Linked DNA regions of Rattus norvegicus: region 2 is linked to region 1. Evidence: chromatin contacts called from public Hi-C data. All regions are on one chromosome and are shown on one strand. Each heading gives the region's core, a stretch centred on a gene start, on an enhancer-like site or on the middle of the called end of the contact. The rest is flanking DNA. Distances are from core to core; before and after follow the strand shown.

Region 1 (5,680 bases), core at 3,172-5,671:
TTGCATGTGGGAGTGCTGGGATTAAAGGTGGTGTGCCACCACACCTGGTGCAAAAATATATTTATAGTCAGGTGATGCGGGCAAGCAGCCAGGCCAAGCTTGCTTAATAGCTCACCAAAAGGCTGCCTTTTCCTGGGACTCTGGTATACCAAAGACAGACATTGCCAAGTCCTCCACATGCCTAAGTGACATTTTAGTGTTCTACAGTCTGTACTGATGCAGCCGTCACATTCACGTCTGACTTTCTAGGACTGTAAGACTAGTTTTAAGAAGTCCCCAGAGTTCAGCTGGTAGCAGACACATGAAGTGTTGCAGCATTTGAAATTTGAGACTTCTGCAGAAATACAAGATTTGAGCTCCCATGTCTGGCAGACAACTCTGACTTCCAACCATCCTTGAACACCGCCACGATCTATGAAAGGGGTCGATCTGCCTCTTCAGTGATATTTTGATAACCCCTTCAGCATATGTAGCTCATCAAAGGACTTACTTCCTTAAAGGACCCTTCCTTGAGCCTATAGTGCTTGTAGATTGCTAAGACAACCATTCCCACGTGGGCAGAAGGATTCTGCCACAAGTTTGAAGTTCAGGCTTCCCAGTTGTGTAGTGTTTTAAATATTGGAGAGAAGTTAAGATTAAGGCCTTACTAAACTTGGTCGAGTCAGTAGTTTTGTACCAACTCGGTAATTTAAGTACTTGAATAAAGGAAATGCCAGTCTTGGAGTCCATTGTCAGAAGTGTTCCTTTCCTAAGTTACTTCAGAGTGCTACGTAACATTTCAAAATAGGATTAGAAATGAAGCTCAGAAATAGGAACACAGGATTCTCTTCTCTCCTTTTCTCTCTTGGATTTTCTAGACAGGGTTTCTCTGTATAGCCCTGGCTGTCCTGAAACTCACTCTATAGAGCAGGTTGGCCTCAAACTCGGATCCGCCTTCCTCTGCCTCTCCAGTGCTGAGACTAAAAGGCATGCACCGCCGACGACACCACCATCACCAGGCTGTCACTCTCATTTAAATCTAAACATTTAGAAGTACTTGTAGGTGAGTAGCTTTATGAGGCTGAAGGTTTTCACCTCATTCTTGCTGGCCATTACCAGAAATGGCAATGGTTGGTCCACAGAGGGAAGCAAATGGAAGTTGTATGCCTGTCAAATCAGCTTTTAAGTCGTTCACATAATTAAGACTGGCTCAGGGCTGTTGTTGAGGAATGTATACAGTACAGTCTTGTGACAAGATTTCTGTATTTACTTGAATTTTCACTCATTTTTCAGAATCTGTTCGTAAAGACAGAGAACCCCATACAAAAACGAGGCCATGTATGTTTAATGAGAAGGAAGCAGTACAGATGCATAGTGACACCCTGAAACCAAAAACGGTGCCCGAGAAAATCCCCCGCAGATGTGCTGCCATTGCTGCAAATAAAATAAAGACGATGTGTAATCTAAAGGAAGTGGTCTCAGGACCAGAGAATGTCGGCATTAGGACGAACAGCAGAAAACTGCCCTATCGACAAGCCTCTGCTGCGGCTAAGAAAAAGTTACTGAGTGTTTATAAAGAGGATGATGCACTCATACATTCAGAGAATGAAGAGGAGGTATATCTTAGGCGGTTCAGATCCCAGAAAGAAAAAGCCCAGCAATCACCCTGAGGTAGAGAGGGTACCAGAAGTGTCAGAGCCTCCGATACCTGCAGCTGCAGTCCATTCCCAACCCTAAACCATCCCAGGACCTTCTGAACAATTTTGTGAAAGCCATTTCTCTGGGTCAAAGTGGGATGGACGATGGTTTCCAGTCAGCCCTACACAGTACAGCACAGGGTGTTGCAAGGAGGTAGGAGGCAAGGACTGTGTAGTCAGGTGAGAGGCCTAAGAACCCACTTAATGTAAAGCAAAGGCTTGAAGCAGCTTGGTCCTCTAGGAGATATAGAAGCGTACGGGATATATGGGGAAACGATGCTAATTTCAATGGTCTACCCTCACGGTCTGAAAACTAGGCCATTTCCAAAGGAGGGAGGCAGGGAGCCTATGACTGCTGAATTTTAACTGGATCCAATTCATGTAGTGCACATCCTTGGGGACTAAACACAGAAAGAACTGGGGAAGTCAATGCTGGGGTGTTACTGACTTCTGAAGAGGAGTGTGAGAAAGACTGTCATTAATGTCTTATTTATAGCATTGAATTCATACTGAATGATAGCCACCTGGTAATGAGTAATTCAGGGAATGTATCTTTCTAAGAAAGCTCTCAATGTGACTATTATTATGACACTTTTTATTTCTTCTTCTATGTAGCAGCAAAGATGTAGAGGCCAGACTTATAGTCAGAAAATAGAACAAGATACACTCATCTCTTTAGCAGTTAAATCCTGTTTCTCACCTTTTCTCTACTGCTCCTTAAAAGTCAGAAGTGTGAACACTGCAGGTTCATTCCAATCTCACCAACAAGCCAAGTGTCAGGAATCTGGCCTCCAGTGTGGCCTTTGCCACTGTCACAGAATCTGGTCACTGTGCTACAAATGTTCAGCCTACTGAGGGTGTGTGAACTTTAGTCTGTTGTTCATAGCTATTGGTTGACATTAAGGTCACCAGACGTGACCTGTGAATGTACTGTCAAGTCTTTTAATGTTGCTGGAGAAACTTATCTTTCCTCAACAGTTTGTCTTTCCCATTAAACATAGCTGTGACTTTAGGGGTAATCTGCATGTGTAAAATCAAAAAAACAAAAACCAAAACAAACAAACAAAAAAAAACCAAATGGAACCTTAGGGGTGTGTCTTTCTTCATTAACAGTAATGCATATTTCCCAGTGACATGTGTGGCCGAAGGGTCCAGATTACTTGAGAAACTTGTTTGTGTTTGGTTGCCTGCCTGCTTGAAACAAACAAGAACACAAGTCAGAATATTCCAACACAGTGTGTGTCTTTTTGTCACTCACTCTTCAGCATCTTGTTACAAGCACAGGAAGAACTGCTGCTCTCTTTTTTGGTGCATGGTTTGATTTTTTTTTATTATTATTTTTTTCTGTTGAGCGTTGATGAAAAATTTGATCCCAAATGTCATAGAATTACTTTTTGGGCAATTATATCCTCAAGAAATGCCATGAGATGAAAATATGTCAGTCTTATGAAGACATGTGAATTTTGGCAGTGTGAACTGAAGGTTTGAATTTACGGTTTGCCGCGGTAGGGCTACTTTCTGTCACCATCTGATCCTGTCCAGCCTTTTCTAATGGAATCCCTTTCTGGTTCAGCCTTTAACTGGAACATAATTTTTTTCTTACCCTCTAAAGTGTTTGGTCTCTTTATTGTAAAACCTCTCCTGGAAATGTGTACAGAATTTAAAGCTTGGCCAATGGACCACCACTTCCATATGGTTTAGAATCATGTTTCAGATTTCTGTTAATGCTCTTTTCATGTGTGACTGAGATCAATCAAGTATCTTTATCAGCAAAATATCAGCTTAGCCACACAAAGAGAAAGCCAGGTACATTTGTCCCTCAGCTCACGTATGTCCACTAACCCTGGAGTCTGAGTCTTAAGACACCATAGTTATAATCTTATGTGTGCTATAGCTACATGTAAAATGTCCTATTTGGTATTAATCTGCTTTTTATTAGTGTTTGAGGTTTATTTTTAAAAAGTATTTATGTTAAAATTGATATGCTCCCCCCAATAGACTTTATCGTTTTTCTACATCGTGAGAGATTTTAAACAACTTCCCAAGAGTTTTGATTTTAAAACGTCCCCGATCCCGAAATATTTACTTACTTTAGTTATATTTTACTAAACAGACCCTATTTAGGCAAGGCAGACCCTATTTCCTCGCAAGTAAATCTAGAATGTGTTTTTATTTCCCACTGAGGTCCCAGTTTCCTTTTTCCTCGTAGTCGTTTGCTCTTGTGAGAGCAGTATTCGGTAGAGTTTTTTTGTCTTCCAGCACACAAGCCAGAAAAACACATTCTTTCTGTCATTAAAATAGAAAACTGGGTTGGGGATTTAGCTCAGTGGTAGAGCGCTTGCCTAGGAAGCGCAAGGGCCCTGGGTTCGGTCCCCAGCTCCGAAAAAAAGAACCAAAAAAGAAAACAGTGTATATGAGTTACACATGGCCAGGTTTTTAAAAAGCCTAGCCTTGCAGCTTCACTCATGTCCTCTGGATCCGCTTGCAGTCATCACCCCTGGAGCTGTCTGTGCTTCACTCGCAGCTCTGGGTTTCCTCCACGGGTGGGTCCTTGCAGGCGGGCGGCGGGATGTGGAGCGGGCCCTGCGTGCCCGGGTCAGCAGGGTGACGGAAGCGCGCCGCGGAACAGATCCCGCGGCGGACCGGAAGTTCTGAGACCTTCACCCAGGCTGAGGGCGTGGCCTGGCTCAGGCGGGTCGGGGGCGTGGTCTGAAGGGCGTGGCTGGGGCCGGCGCGCAGGCGCCGTCTGGCCGCGCGGGGCTGAGGTGCCATGGCTGCTACGTTCTTTGGTGAGGTGGTGAAGGGGCCATGCCGAGCTGGGACTGAGGAGGAGGAAGAGGAGGAGGAGCAGAGCAGGCGGGACACGCCGGAGGACCGGGAGGTCCGGCGGAAGCTTGCGCGGAAGAGGTCAGGCTCCGGGAAGGCCTCCCCACCGGCGGGGCGAGCATCAGGCGGTGTTGGCCTGCCGAGTGCCCTGCGTTCACGCTGGGACGCTGACAACCCAGCAATGCTTGCCCTCCCTCCACCCTACGCTTTAGGTTACGCCGCGTGTCCGCCGTATTTCTTGCAAAACTACTGTTAAATACACAGAAATGAGGTTATGCCGGCCCCTTGGCCAAGGTTTTACCACATCCATTTTTTCTCACACCACCCCTACTAGTTTCCAGTTAGGAAACTCTTCCTAAGCATGCTGTCTTTATGCGTATTCATTTATTTTGTTTGTTTGTTGCTGGACCAGAGGTTGGAGTTGGGTGCCCGGTGGCGTTTACCACCTTTTTGAGAAATCTTAAATTGAACCCAGACCTCACTGTTTCTGCTTCACTGGCTGACCTCCAGACCATAAGAGATTATCCTGTTTTCCCAGAACCTTCACTCTCGACATTTAGGTGGGTTCTGGGATCAGAACTTGGGTCGTCATGGTTGTGGTGGCAACTTAGCACCTTCCCTGCCCCAGATATGCTAATAAGTTTTCAGTGTCATACCAGTTCACAATCAAATTCACCTAGATTTTTAAAATATACTTTCTGGTGATTTCTGTCAACTACAGACACTTTTGGCACTCTGTTTCATTTACAACAACCCCCTCACCACCTACCCACCCCCCCTCATTTTTGGTTCTTGCACTTGCCTCTCACCTGGTTTTCTCTGGTGTTAGCTGGTGTTGCTATCTCTGACTGTGGCATGATCCTCCTATAAGCCTCTGTGTCAACACCCCTGGGTGACCAGCTCTCTCCTGTCAGGATTTGGGTACTGAAAGCTGTGCTACAGGGTTAGCTCTGGGTCCCCTCTCCCTTTTCAAACTCTTCCCGAGAGCCTCGACTTGTCCGATGGTCAGGCTTCACTTGCTTTTGTCACAACTAAATGCTTCAACGTTTGTTTGGACACTTGGCCACGTTAAGCATTTTGCTGGCAGGAGTGTTTGAGATGCTTGTATGAAGTTTGTTAGTAGTTTTACTCATTGAGTCTGTGAGTAGTCATTGCCTGAGCCTACAGTATTTCCATTC
Region 2 (5,001 bases), core at 2,063-4,562, 160 kb before region 1:
GGGCAGATTTCCTGCAGACCAACATGAACACATACTTCATGTAGTGACGCTGTTTAGAAGAACTGATGATTTCATAATTCCTCATCATGATTTTATAGGACTCCTAAATTGATACAAGTGAACTCAAGCCCCCTATAGAATACAAGCTGCAGACAGAGCTCTGTAAACCTTCATGTGTCACGGGCTAATTGAACAAGGAAAAGAAAGCAGGCCGGGAACAAATGTATAATCAAGGAAAACATCCTTCAGGGTTAGGAACGAAGCTGCTATCTGGTAACTGAAGGTCATAAACTGGGGAATGGGCAATTGCTGTAGGTGCAGGGACAGAAAATAAATGATGGACTAGTTTTATCTACGCAAGACTTCCAAATAGTAAGACATGAGGCAGATGGTCTGTCTCTTGACAAAATTGTGCTGACTTACAACATAAAAACTATTGCTTTAGGGGTTGGGGATTTAGCTCAGTGGTAGAGCGCTTGCCTAGCAAACGCAAGGCCCTGGGCCCTGGGTTCGGTCCCCAGCTCCGAAAAAAAAAAAAAAGAAAAAAGAAAAAAAAAAAACAAACTATTGCTTTAAACTTACAATAAACCTGTGGGCTGGTAACACATAATAATGAATGCTGACTCGGGTACGAGCCTTAATGGAAAGACATGTAAGCAATCTGCTGTAACTCCTTAAGCCTTATCAATCTATGGCATGAACTATTACTTTAAACTTACTGTGAACCTATGGAATGCAAAACTGTTTCAAAAACCACATAATCAAATATCCTGAGAAGGTATAAAAACTAAGAATAATAATCAAACAGTGGTGTCACCCTTTTCTGCTTCATCCAGTGTACGTGTGCCTGTGTGTGTGCCTGACTTTCTTTTCCTTCCTCTCTTGCTCACAAAGAGTTAATGAACTCAGAACCCCTGGCCTGGCCATCTAGAAGCCCAGTAACTAAGTTTCTTTTCTTAATATCCTGCAGCTATCACCAGGAGTTAACTGCCAGAAGCCATCAGCTTTTGGCCCCAGAACAGCAAGAGAATTAAATAGCCAAGAGTCAACAGCTTTTGGCCCCCACTGACAATGCTGCTCACTGCCTTCCTCAGTGTACCTGGGTGCCCAGCGGTCGGCCCATATGGCCTCCCAGCACCTCATCTGCCTTTCTGCTGCACTGAGGGTGTGCACTCCTCCTGACTGCACCAATGCTCAGGAACACAGTGCAGAAGGCTACACTCTGCAGCCTCAACCCAACCTTCTTGTCATTGATTTGTCATTGCTGGTCCTTCAAATCAGAGGCTTGCTGGGGAGGGGTGCTCTAAGCATTGTGGGGAGGTATTCTGGCCTCCTTACATTCCCAAAGGCTCCCTCGCTGGAAACCCAGCAACCAGGCAAACTGGATCTCTTATTCATCTTCCCTGTTCTAAACATGAATTTCAGACAGGCTCCTCTCCCTGATGGTAAAAAGCATACATTGTTTTTCTGAACCCAGCCACCTCCCCAAGTGTCACTGCCAAAGGGTTTTTTAGTTCAGTGGGTTCAAGACAGAGGCTACACATCCTTCAGGAACACCACAGGTCTTGGTCCAGGCCCAGGTCAAGTCCTGGCACTTCCTCCAAACAATGATGGCTGTGTACAGAGAGCAAACACTCGCACATGTGAATCTGCGGTGCCCATACTTTGTGACAAGGGACTAATACGGAACACACACATCTGGTAAACACGTACTGGAGAGCCCTGAGTTGATGACAGGATCTGTATGTCCTCCTGACCTGCTAGCTCATGACCAATTCCGGGAGGACAGTCCAACGCAGCCTCCCTGAACATCTGAGTTCCGCTTCCTTAGCTCCACTGTGAGGTGAAAGGGAAGGATGGGAAACGGGACAGAAGAAGGTGGAACCCCAAGGCAGGGATCTGGCTCTGTGGTTAAAGCTCCTGCTGTACAAACATGAGGAACCACCTGAGAGGAGGAGCCAGGGTGCCTGCAGCAAGCTAGCCCTGTCAGTGTACTCTGGGCTTTACTGAATGACCCTGCCTCAATGAATAAGGCATAAGAGTGGCCAAGGACTGTCCTTGAGACCAACTGACCTCACTCTTACACACACACACACACACACACACACACACACACGATGAAAAAAACTACACAAGAAACCAGGATGAAGGCCAAGTACGGATGGCTCAGTGGTTAAGAGCACTGACTGTTCTGAGTCCAAATCCCAGCAACCACAAGGTGACTCACAACCATCTGTAATGAGATCTGATGCCCTATTCTGGTGTGTCTGAAGGCAGCTACAGTGTACTCATATACAATAAATAAAATCTTTATTAAAAAAAAGTAGTTTTTAAAAAAGGTTTAAACAAGGGGTTGGGGATTTAGCTCAGTGGTAGAGCACTTGCCTAGCAAGCACAAGGCCCTGGGTTCGGTCCCCAGCTCCGAAAAAAAAAAAAAAAAAAAAAAAAGGTTTAAACAAGACAGAGGAAACATGCAGGCAGGCCAGGAAGGCCACTGGGTGTGGGACCATCCACCCCTAGTTAGAAGCCCCCCAACCCCTCTCCTGGTACATAGAAAAATCTTTATTCACCTTCCTGCATGCAGTCCTTTGGGGAATTATACAGGCATGAGTGAAATATGGAAAGTCATGTAGAAATATGTTGGGCTGGAGATGGTTCAGTGAGTAAGAGAGGGCCTGGGTTCTGTTCCCAGCAACTACATAGCAGGTACCTAAGATCTGTAACCCTGATTCCAGAGAATCCAGCGCTCTCTTCTGGACTCTGCTGGCAATGAAAGCACACGGTGCGCATATATTCACGCAAGCAAAACACCCAAAAATAAACAGAAACTTGAGTGAGCAAGAACGATATGGCCTGCATAGATTGCTCTGTCGTGCTCCTTATTCTAGAGCAGAAGGGGGCTGCCTGCAGCCGGGGATCAGTCGCTCCAGGCCTAGGCACCGATGAGGATGCTTGGCCCGTGCTGCTCTTCTGCCGGGAAGTGTGGCTTGGGATCCCCCACCCTCCAAAGCGCAGTAAGAGCAGCTGGTTGCAACCTCGTGATCTGTGAAAAGCTCGGAGCCATCTGAAGGAAGAGAGCTTGCAGCATGGACCGCGCAAGGCCCCGCGCTCGGCCGGTCTCCGCCCCCTACAACTACTTACAAACGAGGACAAGGTCGGCAGAAGGATGCGCAGCACGTTGCACCCGAACACGAAGCACAGCACCAGCAACCACGCCCAGCGATCTGTCTCGGACGCGCTCATTCTGGATCCCAGGCACCTGCACCGCTACAGCAGCGCCATGGAGACCGCGCCTCCGCGCTCGCCTACGCCTGCGCACTGCAGCCCTGCTACGCTACGACAGCGCCTGGGAGACAGCGTCGTCAACTGCGCCTGCGCCGGCGCACTGCGACTACGGCAACACCGCAAGGACGCAGCACCCAGTGCCGGCGGTGCGCGCTCGCTACACCTCCTCTAGGGGGCGGCACGGGGTGTTACTTAGCACCCAGCTTCGCCTTTCGCCTTCCGGGCTTCCTTCCGTAGCCGGTTGATACCTATCCCACTCCTGGAGGCTTAACAACTTTTAGCGAACTGTGATTGATTGTAGTAACCGATAACTACTTACATTCTTACTGAGTTAACTAACACACCTTTATTCTTAAATTTATTTTAGAATAAGCCTCGGCGTGAACAGAAAATTACTTTATCGTAGCAGGTAAATAAAAATGTTTTTTTTTTTGGTTCTTTTTTTTCGGAGCTGGGATAAAAAATAAAAAATGTTTTTTAACCCGTTGTCGCATGTAAAATGGCTCACCTACATTTTAAAACTAAGCACTAATAAACACAAGCAATATAGAAAGTTGTAATCCTAAAAGATAAGTTTATTAATCAAAAGCACCACTTAGTGACTGGTAGAGACTTGCCAAGCATGTGGGAAATCTTGGGTACCAGCCGTCCTCAGCGCGCTCAAAGAAAAAGTTTACAGTGAGCTTTTAATACAATGTTCTAAATTTAGGCAATAATGAATACTCATAACAAAAGAGCCCCGGTTCATTTATATGTGGTAAATAAAGTGAAAGATAGTTGGCTGTCTTTTCTGCCTTGTTAGTCTGAGAACCTTACTTATAGAATTGCTGCCTGTGGCTCTACCAGCAGCGGTGGAATGAATTCTCTCCATGAATGGGCATACTGACAGTGACTACCACTCCATAAGCTTCCCTTCCAGCTGGACTACCCCAGGCTGTAGGCAGACTGCCAGGTCCTGTACACACTGAAGATTTAGATGGGTTAAGTAAGAGCAGCCTCATGAAAAATTATGGCAGAGTGTCAGAGTCTCTCCCTTCCCACAAAACCACCTTGACTCCCCCATACCGTCTTGCTCTTCAGTCCCAAGTGTCTGCTTTTTAGAATGAAGAGGAAAGTATCAACCAGTCCCCACCCCATCCATGCATCACACCTGCACAGGAGGACCACTCCGTTCTTAGTAAGTCAAGATGCTAACAAAATTACTGGTGAGTATCCTATAACGTATATACAGCTGGGGTGGCTAGGAGAAACTCTTCCTGGCTCTCAGGAGCAGCTCAGTTTGACTGAGTCAGCTCAGCTCCTAGTTCCTGTTGACCACTCTCAGAAACAGTTCTCAGTTGAAGACTGAGTTCTAACATATAAAGGAAGTGTGAAATATCAGTCAAGGTATGGTACAGAGCTCGTAACAAGCGCGTGTTTGTGTTTTGATTCTGCTATTGTGACAGGGTGTGGCAGCTCTGAGGTTCCTCCATCTTGTATTCTTGCTGAGGCCATTTTGTGTTTAATGAAAAATTCATCTCCTTGATGGAGAATCCTGTGGAAAATTGCCCAGCTCTACTCTAGGGACACAAGGTCAAGATGCCCCACATTATCTTCTCTTAAACTATCTGCTTGTGCAAATCTTCCACTCCTGAACAGCAAGAGATGACAGAGTGTGGTTCTTGCTTTCTAAAACACTGTGCTCTGAACACTTGGTGCTTCACTCGAGTCCCAAAT

What was found. A called contact is a pair of places that touch in the nucleus more often than the background predicts.
Region 2: a contact with region 1 is called in a Hi-C map of hepatocytes, with 1.6 times the contacts expected there. The contact joins the promoter of Get1 here to the promoter of Psmg1 in region 1. A contact is called at or near these places in 3 of 12 Hi-C or Micro-C datasets (hepatocytes and liver).

The regions. Positions count from the first base shown.
Region 1 is chr11:48,753,781-48,759,460 of GRCr8, reverse strand. Psmg1 (proteasome assembly chaperone 1) reads left to right here and starts at 4,421. Exons shown (of 7, transcript NM_001399237.1): 1 at 4,421-4,583. The coding sequence starts at 4,447. It also overlaps a transcript of Brwd1 not described here.
Region 2 is chr11:48,913,609-48,918,609 of GRCr8, reverse strand. Get1 (guided entry of tail-anchored proteins factor 1) reads right to left here and starts at 3,312. Exons shown (of 5, transcript NM_199373.1): 1 at 3,142-3,312. The coding sequence starts at 3,243.